Regions from separate parts of the Mus musculus genome. Here all the other regions are linked to region 1. The links are chromatin contacts, called in public targeted proximity ligation maps. All regions are on one chromosome and are shown on one strand. The core of a region is the stretch at or near the end of the contact, and the rest is flanking DNA. Distances in the headings are between cores, read along the strand shown.

What was found.
Region 2: a targeted proximity ligation map of double positive thymocytes shows a contact between it and region 1, with 4 times the contacts expected there. A contact is called at or near these places in 3 of 130 datasets of targeted methods (astrocytes, double positive thymocytes and pancreatic cancer cells).
Region 3: a targeted proximity ligation map of T-cell acute lymphoblastic leukemia shows a contact between it and region 1, with 6 times the contacts expected there. A contact is called at or near these places in 1 of 39 promoter capture datasets (cranial neural crest), 7 of 484 Hi-C or Micro-C datasets (the G1E-ER4 cell line, brain, cerebellar granule neurons and 4 more) and 2 of 130 datasets of targeted methods (T-cell acute lymphoblastic leukemia and stem cell-derived epiblast-like cells).
Region 4: a targeted proximity ligation map of memory CD8 T cells shows a contact between it and region 1, with 14 read pairs. A contact is called at or near these places in 1 of 484 Hi-C or Micro-C datasets (CD4 T cells) and 3 of 130 datasets of targeted methods (double positive thymocytes, memory CD8 T cells and pancreatic cancer cells).

What each region holds. Positions count from the first base shown.
Region 1 is chr19:33,221,291-33,224,616 of GRCm38.p6, reverse strand. It overlaps the pseudogene Rnls. Among named protein-coding and RNA genes, the nearest start is that of Mir3970, 66 kb to the right of the region's middle.
Region 2 is chr19:32,376,440-32,379,765 of GRCm38.p6, reverse strand. The region is part of intron 1 of Sgms1 (sphingomyelin synthase 1); the gene reads left to right. Among named protein-coding and RNA genes, the nearest start is that of Sgms1, 10 kb to the left of the region's middle.
Region 3 is chr19:32,463,587-32,466,912 of GRCm38.p6, reverse strand. It overlaps the pseudogene Rpl9-ps6. Among named protein-coding and RNA genes, the nearest start is that of Gm46659, 12 kb to the left of the region's middle.
Region 4 is chr19:32,572,460-32,575,785 of GRCm38.p6, reverse strand. No RefSeq gene overlaps it. Among named protein-coding and RNA genes, the nearest start is that of Gm36419, 31 kb to the right of the region's middle.

The sequences.
Region 1 (3,326 bases), core at 322-2,821:
GAGCCTAGTTTGTAAAAACTGTAAGCAGCTACATAAATAGTGATTCTTGTTCTCATTGTCGTCTCAGCTGCCACCTTTGTTACAAATAACCTGTCATTCATTTTGCCCTGTTCGCTTCCCTTTGCTTCTTGCCTGCTTCTTCTACCTCCTGTCCTTTCTGCCAGATAAATTTGCTTCCCTGCAAAAGGCTGATTATTTGGAGACATCATCACTAGCCAATCAGAGCTCAGCATTCCGGCTGGCTGGTAAGCCAATCAGATGCAAGCTCCAGGTCTTCTTTCAGTGTTGCTAGGGTTTCAGGTCTACTTCTAAAAACTGGCTTGCTTGCTGCTGGTTCATTCTGTCCTTCTCTCCCTCCATCCCCCCCCCCCCCCCCATCCCCTTGCTCTCCAAACCCTTCCCTTTCCCTCCTCCCCTCTTTTGGGTTTGGAGCAATTCCAAATGCTTAAGCCTTCCGGAAGTTTGGGTTATTATGAATAAGCAAGGTTTAACTGTGTATTTTTTCCCTTGAGAAACAGGACAGCTATTCCACATTCGATTTTGAAAGCATGTGTTTTAGCAGCTTAATGTCCCTTGGCTCCATAAAACAGAATTTCGTTGTGTTTAAGAGAATTTTTTTGGTGCAGAGTGACTTTTATTCAGATGACTAGAAGATAAACTGGCATAGAACTTGGCAGTGACGTGTCCTGTCACTTGAACCTCATTGGGCTAACACAGCGAATTCTAAGTATGTCAAAACTCATCCAGTTTAACTGATGATGGAAGATAATATCTGATAGCACCTCAGATATTAGTTCTATCTTGAACTTTCAGTGCTGGGATTAGTGGTGAAAATCACTGGTCAGTAGTGATGGGGACTCTCACTTTATTGCTAATGGGTATCCCTTCCATCACATCTGGCTCATCTGTGGACCCATGGGTCTTCTTTAAATGCTCTCTAGTAGGGCGTGTGAAGATGCCCTAAACACAAACTGGCTCTGTGCTCTGAAAGCTTAGGGGCGATGCCGGATTGAGAAGGAAAACAACAGCAACACAAGTTCTGTCTTTCTCATAACCTTTGCTACTGACTTAAAAACTGGAACAGCATAAGGATTCGCAGTGTAAAATGACCCAAGACAGGTGGCGCAAAGCCAGAAGTCTGTCAGAAGCAGCTTAGGAAAGCTTAATGATTCACAAAGGAGTCGCTGCCTTCAGGCTCTGACCTTTAGAACTAACCAGCTTTAAGCTTTTGGTTCTGGCCCTTCAAGTCACTTGTATCAAAGAAAAAGGTACTCCCTTAAAGACATTACCATCCATCCATTCAAAAAGAAAAAAAATAGAAGAGAAAAGGTGTCAGCACCAGCGACTCTGTTCTCAGATAACATGGTCTTAGTCCTAAAGACAGTATTAATTGCATTAATTGCTTAAATACATTTTTTTTTTTTGGTTAGCTTTTAGGGAAGGCCTTGGTGTTACTGCATATCCTGCAGGTGAAATGTATGAAATTTGGTTAACATGGTAACGGCTCTAAAAATACCTAGGCTACAGTTTAACCACAGAGTTTCCTCCTTAACGTAAAAGAGCCGCTGTCATGAGGTGTACGAAAGTGCAACAAAGGCGATCCGTCTGACTTCATGCAAGCAGCCTATTAAGACAAGCCTGGCGAGGACACTGTGCGGCCACTAGGCATCAAAGCAGGAATTAAAGTTTTGTGAGACCATCTGACAAAGCACAACCCAGCTGATCAAAACGGCTAAGCATTCTTTCCCTGTTTCTACCTCTTCTGCCCCCACCCACTGGCAACCAAGCAGGGTGTGGTGGGGGTTCAAACAGTCACTATAGCGTGACCACAGGGCCTCACCCAAGGAAAACCTGGGTCACAGAGACCCAAGCGGGTAAGGAGGCTGCAGCAGGCTCCCCAGCATTCTCTGCAGCAGGCTCATGTGGAGGGTGCAGGGAAGGGAAAATTGCTCACTTGAGGTTTTCCCCATGAGGCCCTTGCTTCACAAAACAAAGGGTGGCAGAGGGTGCGACCTTTCCCAGGATGGCTCTGCAGTTGCCCACGTCAGGCTCTTCTGAACTCCGAGTGTCCTTACAGGGTTAAGAGATTTCTTACAAAAATCAGGCTGTCGAGGTTGCATGGTTTGGTAAATGAAAACACTGACACCCATTTATACTAGAATTTCAGATAAACAATGAATAATTTATTTAGTAAAAGAATGTCTGGTGCAATATTTGGGATACTGAAGAAATCCATTGTTCATCTGAAATTCAGATCTGGGTGTTGTGTGTTCTCTCTGATAGCTCTAGTCAAATCCTTCCATCCTTCGTCCTTAACTTCTCACCTTCGAGTGCCCAAACAACATGCTCAACTGTACTTTTTGCTTCAGGTATTTAGCTTTGGCTTGTTCTGGCTTTGTTTGGTCTTGTTTCACCCTGCCTCTTAAACCTCCGCTCATTATACAGAGCCAGAGGTGAGGAGATGAAGTAGCAGCTGAGCTCCGTCTCACCTTTGTGTTATGGACTTTTAATGCATGTAATTTTTTTAATATTTCATTTTATGTGTATGACTTGCCTGCATGTGTGCCTGTGCAGCATGTATGTGTCTGGTGCCTGCCGGGGCCCGAGGAGGGCATCAGACCCCCTGGAACAGGAGTTGGGTGGTTGTAAGAGGTCTGGTCAGGCCTGGGAATAGAAGGTAGGTCCGCTGAAACAGCCATTGACCTTACCTACTGAGCCGTCTCTCCTGCCCAATGAATGGTCTTTTTGGAGGGGTATCGTCTCTGTGTAACCTTGGCTGTCCTGGAACTTGTCAGCTTGACCTCGAACTCACAGAGATGTGTTTGCCTCTGCCTCCCAAGTACTGGGATTAAAGGTGTGCATCAGCTTAGGCTGAGTGGTCTTTTTCATCATCGTAACATTCTGTGTGATATGCTACTTAGAGCCCACATGTTATGGATAAGGTTGCTGGGCTCAGAAAGAGTACATGACTCGACCAAGGTCATACAGTTAGCAAGTACCAAAGCCAAGGGAGAATGATGCTAAGCTGTTGACTCAGTTACCTAGTCCACAGCATCAGTCCTGTTTAAATGTGGCTTTAGTGGTTAATTCATGTTAGGTTCTCTTTTATAACAAATGGCTCGTGGCTCATAAGTGAACGACACAACTTGCCAGCTGGATTGGGACTGTTTTCCCTCAGCTTGGACTAAACTACTATGTTTGTTTTGTGTGTAAGTGCACCTCCAACGTACTTCTGATTGCTCTTCCCTAGAGTAGCTCTAAGTGCTCTCTGCATGCTATGTGTTGTGATGTATACGATGTGTCCATGTGGTCTCTTAAGTGGTACT
Region 2 (3,326 bases), core at 581-3,080, 850 kb after region 1:
CGACGGCCAGGAAAGAAGAGAGGAAGGAAAGGGCTAGGGTGCTCAGAGCCCCATTGTGGGGGATGCCTTCCATGACCTAACTTCCTCTACTAAGCCACAGCTCTTAAAGAGCTCACCACTTCCCAGTGGCATCATAGTGTGGGACCTGACCTTCAAACATGGGCATCTGGGAGACAGCGGAGATCCAAACGTTAGTACCAACTAAGACCCATATAAATATTAGCCACTGTCCTTTGCAAGTCTGTTGATAGTCCCACAGTCGTTCTCTATTTCTTTTGAGGTGGGTGAGGTTTCATGTGCCAGCTTTGGTTGGCTTTTGTCCAGAGGATCTGCTGGAGGGCTGTGTAAGCCACTCCAGTGGCCTGGGCTTTCTCTATGTTGTTGGCTAACAAGGCAGGGCCAGGTTGTAGACAGAACAGATAAGTGCCTGAGACATCACTGAGCCAGGTGTAGTTAGTGTCTGTTGTTCTGAATGTCTTTCCTCAGCTCTCTGGAATGGAGTGGGTAGAAAACAAAAACAAAGCCCTAAGACGAGGAACATCCAAGAAGCAGGTCTCTTTGCTGGTTTTCTTTGCTGGTTAGACCTTTGGGCAGACCTACAGTGGGGATAGGGATTCCTTGAGGGCTAATCCCAGACCATGTGCTTCTGCCTTGACCCTGGGATGTGGATGTCTCCGTTCTCTTTTGGAGACAGGAAAGTGAGACACAAGTCATTTCCCTGAGGGGGAATGTCCTGAAGCAGTTCACGTTTGGGGGTCCTGACAGTTGGCAAAAACAAACAAACAAACAAACAGCCCAGACCAAACCAAACCAAACCAACCAAACCCCCAAACCCCAAAACAAAAACCAGTGGGTGCTGTTGGTGAGGAGCCAGTGTAGTTATGTCAGGCTGTCCCAAGCTGGGTGTTCCCATGACCTTGCGACCTTAGGTATTTATCTGTGTGAGCTCATGGGCCTCAAGTTTCAGCTTGTGCCAGCCTTGCCACCGAGCTTGCTTGTAACTCTTGTTGGGCCCAGCCCAGAGTTTCTAAAGCAGGTAGCTCGGGGAGCAGGTGGCAGCCAGTAGTGTGTTTGGATGCCCCCCACTGATCTGGGGATGTGCTTTGGGAAGCACCACCCAAAGCCATGTTGTAGCAGCCAGGGACCAACTGCTTCTACCTTCCTAGAAAGTGTCCTCATGGGGTCCTGTCCATGTGGGGTGGCAGATCAGCCTCTGAGCCATGGCATTGTGGTACCCCGCTCATCAGAGCTTGTGATATGGTCAAAAGCAGTGGTAAACTGTGGCGTCAACCATACCTGATCACGTAAGCATCCTCTGAGTGTGAGGTGCCACTGGCAGCCTGTTCAATCCTTCCCTTCCACATGCCCAGATTGCGTGGGGGGTGGGTGGGTGCGGGGGTGGGGGGTGCTTTCTGTCCACCATTTAGGCCCATGGGAAAATGAAGCACAGATAATTAAAGAGCCTAGCCTGGGTGTGAGAAGGGAGAAGACAGTTTTGGGTACTGGTTTAACTGTGTTTGTAGCAAGACAGAGCTTGGCACCTCTCAGAGAGAGGAGGTAAGAGGGCTACCATGTGGGCACACTGCTACTACTGAGTCTTCAGGAAGCACAAACAGCTGCAGTTATCACAGCAGGTTTGCTGCTCTGCAGCCGACACTGCTCTTCCCTGGTTGGCAGGGCCTACAGCTACAACTGGAAGGAGCAGCTTCTAGCTTGGAAAAGAGTTCTTGAAAGAGACATGTCTTCAGGTAATGTCATCACTACGTGGTGAGGCCAGGTCACAGCTGTGCACCAGCCCCCCTGGGACAGTGCTTGCTCGCTGCAGCTTCTCTGCATTTGGCACAGTGTGCAGAAGGGAGCTGATGACATAGGGTGGCAGCTTGTTGTGGGCGGAGCATAAGCGGTCTCGTGTGTGTGTGTGTGTGTGTGTGTGTGTGTGTGTGTGTGTGTGTGTGTGTGTATGTGTGGCAGGGAAGGGTGTCCAGGAGGGTGGGACGTACCAGTGGTCATTGGCAAGAAGGGCTGGTGGCCAGGACTGTGCTTCTCCATCACCTGGAGAATCACAGGAACCTTTCTGGGTCACTCCTTTGTTTGTACAGATGCAGCCAGACCAGTTCTTAAGAATGTAAACCTAGGCATGATTCCTGACTTGCCTTTCAGTTTAGGTGTTAGTGGTGGATTTGACTTTCAGTGGCTAGGCTTTTTCTCTTATCCCTACTGCCGCCGCCTCCTCCTCCTCCTCCTCCTCCTCCTCCTCCTCCTCCTCCTCCTCCTCCTCCTCCTCCTCCTCCTCCAGTGTCCTTACAAATGAGGGCAGGCTGAGCCTGTGTGCCGGCCAAGTGGCTGGGGAACCTTGGGCCTCTGCTCTTAGGCCTCTTTTGGAAGGGAAAATTTGGAACAGCTGAGTGTTGGCCATCTAGTCCCCTGATATCATAGCTCCCTCCCTGTGACTGGGGCAGGCCTGAACAGTGCAGCCCATGGATTTGCATTGGCAGTTGTTTACTATCCCTTTGATAGTGAAACTGTTTATTTGAGAACTGTTTTCCATGGCCCCATTTTGCTTTGCTCATGCCGAAGCCACTTGATAGAAAGAGCAGTTAGAGGTTGATTTTTCAGCTGTTCCCGGCTTACATTTTGCAAGGGCGTTATAAAAGGCCTCTGCAGGGAGCACCTATGGCTGTCAGCCAAAGCCGGGCTGCCCCAGTCACCTGAGAGGAAGGAGAGCAGGTGAGGGTGGCGATGGCAGGTGTGCCTGGCTGCTGGGTCACACTTCAGATGTGGGAACTGAACTTTGCCATCAGTGAGGGAAGTGGGGTCCCAGGAGACCTCTGGGTAACAGGAAGTCAGATAGCCGGGACACAGCAAGTAGTCTGGGTCTGAAAGCTGGCGGCGGGGGGGGGGGGGGGGGTGGGGGGTGGGGTGGGGTGACATAAAGAGCAGGGGGCTTGGACTTGTATCCTTTGGAGCTATCCACATGTGAGATAGAATATTAGCCACTGTGGTGTAAGAGTTGTGTGAAGACCCTTATCCACGCCCATGGGGTGTAACTGGGCATCCCACAGTTGTAAAGGTGGCTGGGGAAAGTAGCAACAGAGGGTCCTGCTGAGGTCCCAGGTTTCTCTGTACTCTGCTGTTCTCTGTCCATACTACCCTTGCTTGTGACTTTACCATTGCTTGTCTCTGGTCACTTCTCACCTTGCAGACTCGACTGCATGCATAGCTAGCCACCGGTGAATGTCGTGGCTCTTCTGAGATGTCTTGGTGGATGGCCAAAGTCTCTGACACTTCAGCTTTAACTAGTGTGGAATGTATAGGTGTGGAGAAAA
Region 3 (3,326 bases), core at 268-2,767, 760 kb after region 1:
CGTAAGAAGAGGTACTGCAAATGCCTCTGAGAATAAAGCTGCTCTGAATTACATTAAAATTCACGTCATGGAAAATGAAGTAATACAGTTGACTGGGGAGGAAGGTAATTTATCATTTTATTTGGCTGATGAATAATCCATGATCATAATTTTTCTAAAATTAAATCTGAATATATAGAGATTCAGAACACCTTAATGCCTAGTCTTATCACGTGGGTAAGTCTGTTTCATCAAAGTAAAACTCTAAAATTACCTCGATTCTTTATCCTAATTATCTAACATATCAATGGCTTCTTCTGCTAACAGTTTCATAATTCTTCCATAAAGAAATGTTAGGCTCTTTGCCCCATCTACTGCGAGGATGAAGACCATTCTCAGCAATCAGACTGTGGACATTCCAGAGAATGTCGAAATCACTCTGAAGGGGCGCACAGTCATTGTGAAGGGCCCCAGGGGGACTCTGCGGAGGGACTTCAATCACATCAACGTGGAGCTGAGTCTTCTTGGGAAGAAGAAGAAAAGGCTCCGGGTTGACAAATGGTGGGGTAACAGAAAGGAACTGGCCACCGTCAGGACCATCTGCAGTCATGTTCAGAACATGATCAAGGGTGTCACGCTGGGCTTCCAATACAAGATGCGGTCTGTGTACGCTCACTTCCCCATCAACGTCGTCATCCAGGAGAATGGCTCTTTGGTTGAAATCCGAAATTTCTTGGGTGAAAAATACATCCGCAGGGTTCGGATGAGGACAGGTGTGGCTTGTTCTGTCTCTCAAGCCCAGAAGGATGAGTTAATCCTTGAAGGAAATGACATTGAACTTGTTTCAAATTCAGCTGCCCTGATTCAGCAAGCCACAACAGTTAAAAACAAGGATATCAGGAAGTTTTTGGACGGCATCTATGTGTCTGAGAAGGGAACTGTGCAGCAGGCTGACGAGTGAGGAGGCCTCAGTTCCTGGCCCCAGAAACGAGATCCTGACCACATGAACAATTTGGGCTCTTTTGGGAGAATAAAAGACTTATATATTGAAAAAAAAAAAAAAAAAAAAGAAATGTTAGTAAAAATGTGTAGCATAAAGGCAAGTAAGAAAGCCTGATTGTTCTTGCCTGTAAGCTCAGTACTCAGGAGACGGAGGCAGGGGATTCACTGAGTTCAGAGTCAGCCTGAGCTACATAGTGAGACCCTATCTCAGAGCAACCACAGCAACAACAACAACAAAAAAAAACGAGTCAAACATAAAGACAAAGGAAAATACTATGTTTTGTGGGATGAATCCTCAGTGAGCATGTGCTGTGATATGAGCACAGCCACATCAAGGCTCTCAGTGCTTCACACCCACGGGGGTGGCAAAGCCTTCTTTGGGTCAGGCTTCAGTGGCAGAGCCTCCTGGTCCACGGATGTTAAGGAGGATTGACATTTAGCTAAAGTGGCATATGCAGAAACTATCACCCACAGCCTCTGATGACTGCAGCCTGAAACTGCTCCTCCTACTGAGATAAGCTGGCCCACATCCTCCCCATTCAGCTGTACATATAACCTCACCTCTTTGTTCAACCTTGTACTGTAAACCCACCTCCAGGATCAGCAGTGTGTGCGCGCATACACACACACACACACACACACACACACACACACACACACACACACACACACACATGAGCTGAATTCTTAGGCTGATGGTGTCTCTATTACAGCACATTGCCCAGCTAATCACAATCTTTATGTACACATGTATGCCCTTCATTCCCTTGTCACCTCAGTTGGGTCAGCCTCAAAGCCAGGCAGGTAGTTGTAATCCCACTCCCTACCCCCATTCCTGGGATTTAACCCAGGACATCACACATGCCGAGCAACTGCAGTACCACTGAGCTATAGCCCAGGCTCACTGGGGAAAAGCACTTGAATAGAAACATCTCAGAGGATGAAAACTTTGTTTCAGAAGAGTGAATGACAGAGTTATGAAAGCTTCATACAATTTGAATTTGTTAAATCTTAGCAAAGCCCCAGCTTACTCTGCATGCATTAAAAAAAATAGACTATAATCTGAATAGCTAGCTTCTGGGGTAAGAATAGATTTAAGTGACTATAGAAGACAGGCATTGCAGAGCAAGCATGTTGATAATGACTGGAGAGAGGGCGCAGTGCTTAAGAGTACATGTTACTCTTCCAGAAGACCTGAGTTTGAGTTCCTGCACCTATGTCAAGCATCTCACAGCCACCTGTAACCCAGCTCCAGGAGATCTGACAGCTCTGCCTCAGTGGGCACCTGACTCCTGTGCACATGAGCCCACTCCCCACAGGCACACACATATACTTAATTTCATTATAATAAAATAATCAAAAAAGCGTCCTCTAGAATAGAAATACTGGGAGTATCTTGGGGAAAAGTGTTTACTGCTCTAGTTGGTGGCATGAATGGTAGAGTGGGATCTAAAAGACGAGGTGGACTCAACTCATGCTTTATTCAGAGCATCGGACAAGTTATACTCTGAGAGTTAAGAAGAGTCACCTGAGTAAAGTGTGCAATCACGAGGGAAATATTTTTCCCATAGAGGCACAAGAATAACAACTAAAGCAAACTTGCTCCTATCTTTTACACCTGGGAGGAGCATGAAAACATAACCCAAGAACACTTCCATGTTCAGAAGAATCCGAGGTTACAAGACTTGTATTCTGATTTCTTGGAGTTTTCTCACAACCATTCAGAGATCTCACAAATCTCCATTCTTGGACTGTGTTCCAACAGAAAAGAAATAGAATATGGGACTTATTTATGTACTTATTTTCTCAAACAGTATGTTTTGAACATATTTTTTTCTCCTCTCCAAGTTTTTCCAGATTCTTCTCACATCTCCATCCACACAACGCCTGCCATTTTCTCCCTTTCCTCTCTCCCTCAAAAGAAAATAAACAGAATAGAAAATAGAAATCCAGTGAGGCAAAAGGAAGGGAGAGGGAGGGAGAAAGGAAGGAAAAAAAGAAAAAGAAAAAGCCACAGCAAAAACATGGAGTCCATTTTGTGTTGGCCAACAGCTCTTGGGCCTGGGCTACTCTGGAGGATGGTTGATATACCAGTGACTCTCCATTTGAACAAACCGATTTCCCCTCTCCCAGTAGATATCAAATGTGCACATTGTCTATCTCTGTGAGCATATCTGTCTTGCTGTGTCTGAAAGATGCTGTTTCCTTGGTCCCATCCACACTCTGGCTCCTACACTCTTTCTGCCTTCTCTTCCACATGGATCTTTGAGCCTTGAGGAGACAGGTGATAAAAATATCTCATTTGCTGGGTGGTGGTGGCGCACGCCTTTAATCCCAGCACTTGG
Region 4 (3,326 bases), core at 341-2,840, 650 kb after region 1:
ATCTGGCCACTCCCGTGACACTTGTACCACAAGCTTCCAGCATAATCTGTTGCCTCCACCCATGTTTAGTAAGAATAAACTTTATAGACTGAAGGAGATATACAGCGTCTATAACAGTCAGATATTCTATCCTGAAGTGTCAGTGCTCCATGACATGTTGAAAAAGCTCTAAAGGAGCTCACCAAGTCTCCAGTGCTTCTGTTCTTTTACTGATACAAATTCCCAACCTCTCGACAGTGAGTTCTTAGGATTTGCTGTTCTGGACCTAGTGCAGAGTTGGCAAATTCAGGCAATGAAGCTAGCTGCAGAACCCTGGGGTTATGTGTGCTTTATATTTCTTAGTGGGTTTAAGCACTCTGCAGGCTATGTTGCTGTTCCACTTTATGAAGGAGGAGAATGAGGTACAGAGAGGTGAAGGAACTAAGTGAAGGACACCCCAAGATTTAAATGCAGAGTCCGGCTTCTCAGTCCATGCGCATCGTGGCTTTGACCCAGCCTCTATACAGGCAGTCCATTTTAAACATTTTAAGCAGAATAAAATGATCACCAGCTTGCAATCATTTATGGAAAAGTAATTCTGCATAAGCGAAGGAGGAGCTTAGGCAACTGTGCAAAACAGATCAGTTTTGAAGTCTTTGATGATTTATGTTTTCATAGACATCCAACCACAGGCATTCTCTCACACCTGAGGTATGTTTCCTGAGAGTCAGACCACTGGGGGAGCACACCATCTGTGTTTAACCATTTAAAGGACTGCCAAGCTGTTTCTCAAGGATGTTGAACAAGTTGACGACCCCATCAACCAGTGTAGGAAGATTCCAATTCTCTGTGGTCATACTCATCACTGTTGGCCTTTAAAAAAATTATGAATCTCCCAGTGATTGTGACGTGGTATCTTGTGGGGGTTTTCCCTTTGATTTTTTCCCCCTCCTGATTATCAAGGTTAAGTATCTTCTTGTGTGCTCCTTGGCCATTGGTACTGATTCTTGGGAGAGCTTTCTGTCACTATTTCTTACCTGTTTCAAGTTTTCCTCTTGTGGGAAAAGCTGTAGCGATGCCACCCATACCTCACCACAGTTTACAACCTCCAGGAAGTGGTAAACGGGGTTTGTAAAGCATGTGATCTTGGCATTATTAACATCTTAGTTTTCCGAGTTCATGACTTCAATAAAGACCCCAGGAATTCAAAGTTCATTGCAGATGGATTGGTCTTAGATCTAAGAGGGTTTATATATTCAAGATACCACTGAGCCTTTGGGGCTTTATTTCAGGGCTATAACTCAGGATGAGGGTCATTCACAGAATATCAGGTGAAAGATCTGAGGAGAGAAACAAGGAAATTGTGGAGCTCAGGGCCTTTGAAAACCACCAAATGTTAATCTACCGATATGGGTGGCCTTGATCTCTGAAAGTTCTGGGACATACCAGAGTCTTGGTTAAAGATGTCCATCAGCCACCCAGTCCTATCTCATGTTCCTAGATATATAGGTAGCAGGGCTGTGAATGAGGAAGCCATGAAGTGAGTTGGTTAAGCACTGAGGCCGTGCCAACTTCATAGCTTTGAACTCCACACTGGCTGTTGACTTGCAGCTTATGAATCCTGCCATTCACTTTACTGCTGTGAGCGTCAGGCAAGCTCTGGTGAGATAGAGAGGAGTTCACTGGAGTATAATGGGGATCATGGTAAAGGCTGGTTTCTAAGGGTGGAATTCATGCACTGTCAATCGTAACCTTGAAAATTCTTCAAGTTCAAAGGCAAGTACATTCCAAGTGTGCAGTTTGATGCAGACAATGCTAAACAGGGTTTCCTTGGATGCCGCTCCCTTGTTCATTATCCCCATTGCCTTCTTCTATGAACACTCTCACACCTCTGGCAGAAATAAAGTTTAGGCAGTCAGACCTTTGCCATCACTTTTCCAGTCTTGCTGAAGGTTTCAGTCCACAAGGGAGGTTGCTCTCACGTTTGGCTGTATCTGCTGTTCATCCCAGGCTCATCCGGTGACTCGTAGGGCAAGCTCACAACACTTTAACTCTTCCTCTTTTGTTTTAAGCACTCATGTAGGATTCTTGCAAGTTAGGTGTGCACATGCCGGTTCTCCTCTGTGAGATGCATAAACTATTTATGTGTCCTGTAAATCCTCGTCAAAGGCTTCTCAACATGTGCTCGTTATGCCCAAACACCCAAATCTAAGCTGCTTGGTTGACTGAGGTGGTAACCTCCAAGATTTCTCTTCTGAGAGAAGAGCAGAGTGCCCATGGGCAGCATCTAGTACGCAACTCTGCTTGCTCCTGTGTTGGCCTCGCCCACAGCCACTGTTTTGGAAGCCTTCCCAGATCTGCTCCACCTAGCCTAGCACTCGGTACACAGAGCCTGATAGTCAGGCCAGAGGTCAGCGGGTGGCTGGGAAAAGAGTTCATTTAAACCAAACTCCACCAGAGCTTCAGGGTCTACTCTCAGCAGTAGCAAGGGTGAGAGGCAAGAATATAGCATCTTCTTCCTTACTGTCTTCTGGAGCAGAGAGAGTAGGAAGATGCAGGCACCATCAGCCAGGAAGACCTGGGCATTTGGAGCTTCACTGGCAACACAAGGTGGCCATTAGTGTGGCTTGCTCATTGGGAAGCTCCTCATTGAAGAACTTCAACAAAGGGGAGAGCACTTTGCATTGGCTGAAGCAGAAAAGCCTTATTGGCATAAGAGTAAGAGACTGTGCCAGGACAGAGGGTTGGCTTAATGAGTAAAGGTGTCTGACTCACAAGCGTGGGGACCTAAGTTCTACCCCTAGAGCCTACATAATGATTGAAGGAGCAAACCAATTCCATCTAACCTCCAAACTTATGTCATGGTATACATGTGCACACAGGTCTGGGTGCCCATATGCGTGTATGCACTCGTGCGTGCACGTGTATATACACCCACCCACACACCCCACTAAGACTGTATCAGTTAACTATTTGTTATTAGAAAAGTGGTTAAGGCAATTATGGTATATCTTCATAATAGAATATCTGTTCTAATACTGGACAGATGCTGGGACATGCTGCCAGGTGGGGGAAAAAAAAGCAAGACACACGAAAGACAGACAGCGGAAGGAGGTTGTAGTGATAAGCAAATATCCTTGAGTTTATATTTGCTTTGCAGATCTCTACAAAGATATACAAAATACGACTGGCAGCTGTTGCTCCATAAAGAAGAAATATTCTTTTATACTGTTTAAATTTTTATGTGTGCTCATATCAAATTTGTAAAACAAAAACATAATATAAAATACAACTCGAGGGAAAATTTAAAAAAAAGAAAAGAAAAGAAAATCCCACACCATGTATCT